2 separate regions of the Mus musculus genome follow, and region 1 is linked to region 2. A link is a contact called in public promoter capture Hi-C data. All regions are on one chromosome and are shown on one strand. Each heading gives the region's core, a stretch centred on a gene start, on an enhancer-like site or on the middle of the called end of the contact. The rest is flanking DNA. Distances are from core to core; before and after follow the strand shown. Region 1 overlaps Wdfy3 (WD repeat and FYVE domain containing 3). Region 2 overlaps Wdfy3 (WD repeat and FYVE domain containing 3).

The links. Capture Hi-C pulls out chosen DNA fragments and counts their contacts.
Region 1: a contact with region 2 is called in a promoter capture Hi-C map of liver. The contact joins two enhancer-like sites. A contact is called at or near these places in 2 of 115 datasets of contacts at active chromatin or transcription factors (embryonic stem cells and microglia) and 4 of 9 other capture datasets (adipose tissue, embryonic stem cells, liver and 1 more).

What each region holds. Positions count from the first base shown.
Region 1 is chr5:101,981,080-101,983,779 of GRCm38.p6, forward strand. Wdfy3 (WD repeat and FYVE domain containing 3) reads right to left here. Exons shown (of 67, transcript NM_172882.3): 4 at 300-510. The coding sequence starts at 479. Among named protein-coding and RNA genes, the nearest start is that of Gm42135, 35 kb to the left of the region's middle. Within about 2 kb of position 1,327, at least 20 of the 459 cell types and tissues checked have an H3K27ac peak or open chromatin away from gene starts, as enhancers often do. A contact at or near this core is called in liver, where this site is marked.
Region 2 is chr5:101,857,785-101,860,484 of GRCm38.p6, forward strand. Wdfy3 (WD repeat and FYVE domain containing 3) reads right to left here. Exons shown (of 67, transcript NM_172882.3): 54 at 2,634-2,700; 55 at 681-834. Among named protein-coding and RNA genes, the nearest start is that of Gm20548, 33 kb to the left of the region's middle. Within about 2 kb of position 1,272, at least 4 of the 459 cell types and tissues checked have an H3K27ac peak or open chromatin away from gene starts, as enhancers often do. A contact at or near this core is called in liver, where this site is marked.

The DNA.
Region 1 (2,700 bases), core at 77-2,576, 120 kb after region 2:
TAACACAGGACAACCGACAATCTTGCCTCTTCTAAAACCCAGTGTCAGGGCTGAAGAGTCAGCCTCTCTCACTACAGAAATGGAAAGGAAAACAAACACTTTGGAGCCGTGGCTCTCACTCTGTAGCGCAGGCTGACCGTGAGCCCCGCCCCTCCACCATCTTCTCAGTCTCTCCCTGGTGCCATGACTACAGATGCGTGCTCAACATCTGACTTACTGCAAACCCAGAAAGAAAACAGGTCCCATGTTATCGCCAGCAGTGGCCTCCTGGAAGGAATGCTGTGGCAAGCCAGACTTACCCTGTTAAACACTGGCAGCATCATGTATAGCTTCTCCTCCTGCTCCTTCTGGGTCATGTGCCTCGGAGGGTGGCACAGCTCGGTGAAGAGCCGGCGGAGGTGCATCAGGCCTAAGGCGTTGTCTTGCGGGCTGCACTCCTCCTGCCGAGGCCGCCCCATGATCCTCTTCACCATGTTCATCTTGGCTGGTGGGTGAAACACACTGCTGTTTCTGTAAGGAAAATGTCAAGACGTGAAGAGTCAACATGTCCCCGCCTTTGCCTCGACTAAGCCAGCATGTGAGAACTTTAAATAGTCCTATGACGGGCCAACAATCTGCCGCTTCTTTAGACGCAGAGAGGCAGGGTTGATGAGCCCCCAGAACAACCCTATGAACCACGCAACCTCAACTCCATACTGGTTCCCACAAAAGTTATATACAATACAATGGGGCAAGTAAAATCTGCTTCCCCAGTCATTTAATATCCAGTGCGAATCCTAAGGGGATCAGAAACCTTGCTACCCCGTGTGGCTCAACAGTTGAGTACATGCAGAAGGAACACAGCCAGGAAGTGAATCCTGACCTCCCACACCTACAATCAAACCCCACAAGCCTTCTAGTTTCAACTTGAAATTGTCTTGTTGCGAAGGACTCTGTGCATGTGATGAACCATCTGTTAGTCTGAAAACACACGAATCAAGTGGGATGATATCCCCTTACACGTCATAAATGTGAAAAGATTGATCATACAACTAAAGACCACTTTCTTAAACTGTGGTTGGAAACCTTTGTTAAGTCCCATTAACTCATCACAGTCATAGACATTTTAAAGAAATAGCAAAGAAGCCACTGGTGCGTGTGGTAAGGGTGGCCACTCTGCGATGATGTGTATTTTAGGTAAGGATGCATGCATGCGCACTGTGCAGTTATGTAACATGCATCCCTCACTGGACCCAAGGCAATAACTAACCACTGAGTGCAAGAGTCTGTGGACTCAATCATAATTTCAAAAAGCATCAACAGCCATTCGGTTATTTCCAACTGTGCCGGGAATTAGCTGATCTCAGACACAAAGCCAGGAAATCTAACAAAGGAAGTCAGGAAGGCTGGAAGAACATGATGGATCAGGACAATCTGGGTGAAACTAAGTTTCTTTTTAGTCTGCAAGCAAGTAGCCGTGCCTGCTTTTACTATGGCTGCCGTTACATGAACCTGTATGCTACCCCTCAGGAAAAGAAAGGCTGTGTCTGAGCAGGGATTTACCTACTATGTGACACTTGCTGGTTTCTTAAAACTTTGAGAACAAGGATCTGAAGCACCGTGCCCTAGAGAACTGTGTCTGGCCACAGGCTTGCACTTGGCACTCTATGTGCCCCAGCTCTGCCTTGGGTTGTTCTGCGTGTGTGTGGAGTCCCTACTGTGCAAAGCACAATCAGTATTATAGTCAAGGGCCCCACTGCAACAAAGAGCTCTTGGAGGCAGGCAAAAGGCTGAAAATACTTACCTACAAAGTAACAAAGAAAAATGAGCCCAGTTTAGGGATGTCCAATAAACTCATAAAAGTATAACTTAAGCCTGCCCAATGTTAGTAAAACGGTTTCAGCATATACATCCAAAAGGCCTACTGATGTGCCAGTATGTTATGGCCCTGAAAACCTCCAGGTCAGAAGTAAACGTGAAAGTGATCAGTAGGCATGCACACTGGGCCACTCACAAGCATCTGCAACCTCAGTGCCAAGGCATCTCATGGCCTCCTCTGGCCTCTGTAGGCACCTGCACACATGTGCTGCACTTAAAAATCACACAGGAGAGCACAAAAAAATTAATTAATCTTGTAAAAAAGGAGTGGGGGTGGGGTCATGCATGGTGAGGATCCTGTCCATCTATCCATTTAGCAAATGCTGATCATTCAATTGAGTGTTCCCACTTGTGTCATACTGCTGTGGAGTAGATGTCTAGAACTTTGTACCCTTGATCCACAGCTCCTCTACTTACCCCCCCCCCCACACACACACATACCCCCACCTCTGGTGACTGACTAGGCTGAGTTGTCACATAACTGAGAACATCTAGTATCTATATTTGCAAAGCCTCCTTAATTCACACTTAACATAAGGTATTCAAGGTTGATCCATATCAATTGCAAATTAAAGAAAGGGTTTCTGTATTCTTCTGTATTCTCTATGGCTCAGGACGGCTGAGTACTAGTCTACTGGGTATACATTCTTTTTTTCTGGGAGGGGGGCTTCGAGATGGGGTTTTTATATATAGCCCTGGCTGTCCTGGAACTCACTCTGTACACCAGGCTGGCCTCAAACTCAGAAATCCACCTGCCTCTGCCTCCCAAGTGCTGGGATTAAAGGCATGTACCACCAACCACTGCCTGGCCTGGGTATATATTCTTATGTCATTCTTTCTAAT
Region 2 (2,700 bases), core at 22-2,521:
TGGTTTTCCATGTTCTGCAGCCCCTCCCCCCATCTCCTAAGTACTGGGATTGAGATGTGACGGATAAACACACACAGGCTTTTAAGGAAGGAAAACAGAAGGGTATCTGGTTGAAATATTCCTAAGCAGAAACAGTGGGATTTTGATGATTTCAACAATGTCCTCAGAAGCATGGATCAGCAAACCGAGATCTAGGAAACCTTACGGGGAGCCAAGCACCCTTCCTCTGCCTGCCAGGTCACGGAAGAAACACGGTGCATGAAATAGTCCCATCAAGACTGGCTGATTTAGCACTTCCCCCAACCCCTGCAAAATAGGACACTCACAGATTAAAGAAACGCAATTTAAACTGTTTTGGACTTCTAGTTTTATAAAGCAAGAGCATATAAAGGGATATTGCCTCGGGTAACATTCCAGATTGAAATGACACATGAGATATTATACACCACTCTTGACCATGAATAGGTTTTCACAAAAACGACATGACCCACACTACTGAACGATGCCCTCATCACTGTTACATCTCCCACAGACACTCAGCTGAACTCGCTCTTTGGAGGCACGAGATCATTTTACACGCACACTCAAGGGGAGTCAGTAAAGCAGGGTGGATCACAGCGCTGTGAACAGTGACAGGCCTCCCTCTACCAACATTCCTAAGAAGTCCCACTTCTACGTACCTAGATCAAAGTTGTTAGAATTGAACAGGAATTCTGGTAAGTAAAAGAATTCTGGGATAAGTTCCTTCACATCCGCCATGTTGTGCTTTGATGCTGAGTACCAGGCCTCACGGACACTGTGGAACATCCGGTCTGCCAGGTCAAAGTGGCCACCCTGTGGGCAGGAGGAAGCAGGTCTCTATTGGGGAAGCACTGAGCCACAAAGTTTCTGTCAAGTTCAAGGGCTTTAAAACCTCAAATACCTTTGGCTCCATTCTGATTTCTTGCCATCCTACATTAAATAATCAAAACTTTACAATCTCTCTCTCTTTAGTGTACTCTTTATAAAGGGTGCCTAGTGTGTCTGTTTTGTAGTCAAAGCAAAATTCAAATATGAACATTGTAAAAACACACTTAAAATATTAGTCTTTAGGGAGACAATTAAGACCAGAAGGAGATGAAAATTCTCCCACAGTTCGACGAAGCCCTGAGGAAAGACTCTCATCTAAACCAGACATGGATGACTGGCCAAGTCTACCTTTTACACTAGTTACAAAGTAACAGGTTTCCAAGCCAGATTCTTTCACATTTGATCCTGGTCGATACCCTGAGTTCCCTGCCATGTTAATAGAGGTTAACCACCCGGCATCCAAGTTTCACAGCCATGAGAGTGGAGTAGAGGTTATGAGAGGTTAATGATGAAACAAGTTAGCCAGCACTTTTACGTATGCAGCCCCCTAGACGTGTCAGCTTCTAGCTCTCATCCTAGCTGTGCATCCTAGTGACAATCACTAGGAGGATGCCGAAGGCCACTGCCAGTGGCTGCCCAGGCTGCCTGCTCACTTCACTCCTTGCTCAGGGCTTTCTTACTTCCTAACTCTGTGCCGAGGACCACTGCCCCTTGCTGTCCCCACCTCCCACACCAGGTGTTTGCCTGCCAGGGGTCTTGTGTAGGTTCTGCTACGTGTTCGGGTGTTTGCAGGACCCCAGAACTCCTGAAGCAGCCTCCCTCCTCTTCCACTCCTCATCTGTGGCTTTCTGACACATTGATCATGTTCTAAAAGCGTTTCACAATACTAAGAATCGTTCACAATCACTAAGACCAATGCTTATTGGTCTTTTAAAACTAAAACCCTGCAAGTCCAGAACAGAGCTTTGTCCCTATCCTCTGATGTCCTGGCAAACATCCAAACAGGGGCCAGGGCAAAGTGGGGGTTCACCAAGCAGGCATTGAACATGGAGAGATTGTGGAGGGGTGACTGTAACCATGGACACAGAACAGTGGCTTTTAAAATAAAACACTTGTTGAATAAAACTGGTTAAGACTAAACTCCTGGGCTGGAGAGATGGCTCAGTGGTTAAGAGCACTGACTGCTCTTCCAGAGGTCCCGAGTTCAATTCCCAGCAACTACATGGTGGCTCACAACTGTCTGTAATGGGATCTGATGCCCTCTTCTGGTGTGTCTGAAGACAGCTACAGTATACTCACATACATAAAATAAATAAATAAATAAATCTAAGCATGGACGCACTTAAAAAAAAAATTAAAACTCCCTCTCCCTGGCTGGAATATTTATGTTTTAACAGGATCCTGAACTTGTTCGCTCTAAATGAAGTCTAGTTTATTTATCAATGTAAGCCTAACAATTTCAGTTCCATTCTGAACGACCAACTTGTTACCGGTAAAGCTTCAGTGTTCCTTAGAAGATAACATTTTTGGAAAGACAATTTTTTTAAAGATTTATTTATTTATTATATGTAAGTACACTGTAGTTGTCTTCAGATACACCAGAAGAGGGCATCAGATCTCATTACGGGTGGTTGTGAGCCACCATGTGGTTGCTGGGATTTGAACTTCAGACCTTCGGAAGAGCAGTCGGGTGCCCTTACCCACTGAGCCATCTCACCAGCCCCGGAAAGACAATTTTTAATGAAAGCATTAGAATGGGAAAAAATATAAAATTTGAGTCTTACCTGAAGCCGTAAGAAGATCTGTGTGAAAGGCTCCATTCTTACGAGGTATGAGGCCACGATCATTGCA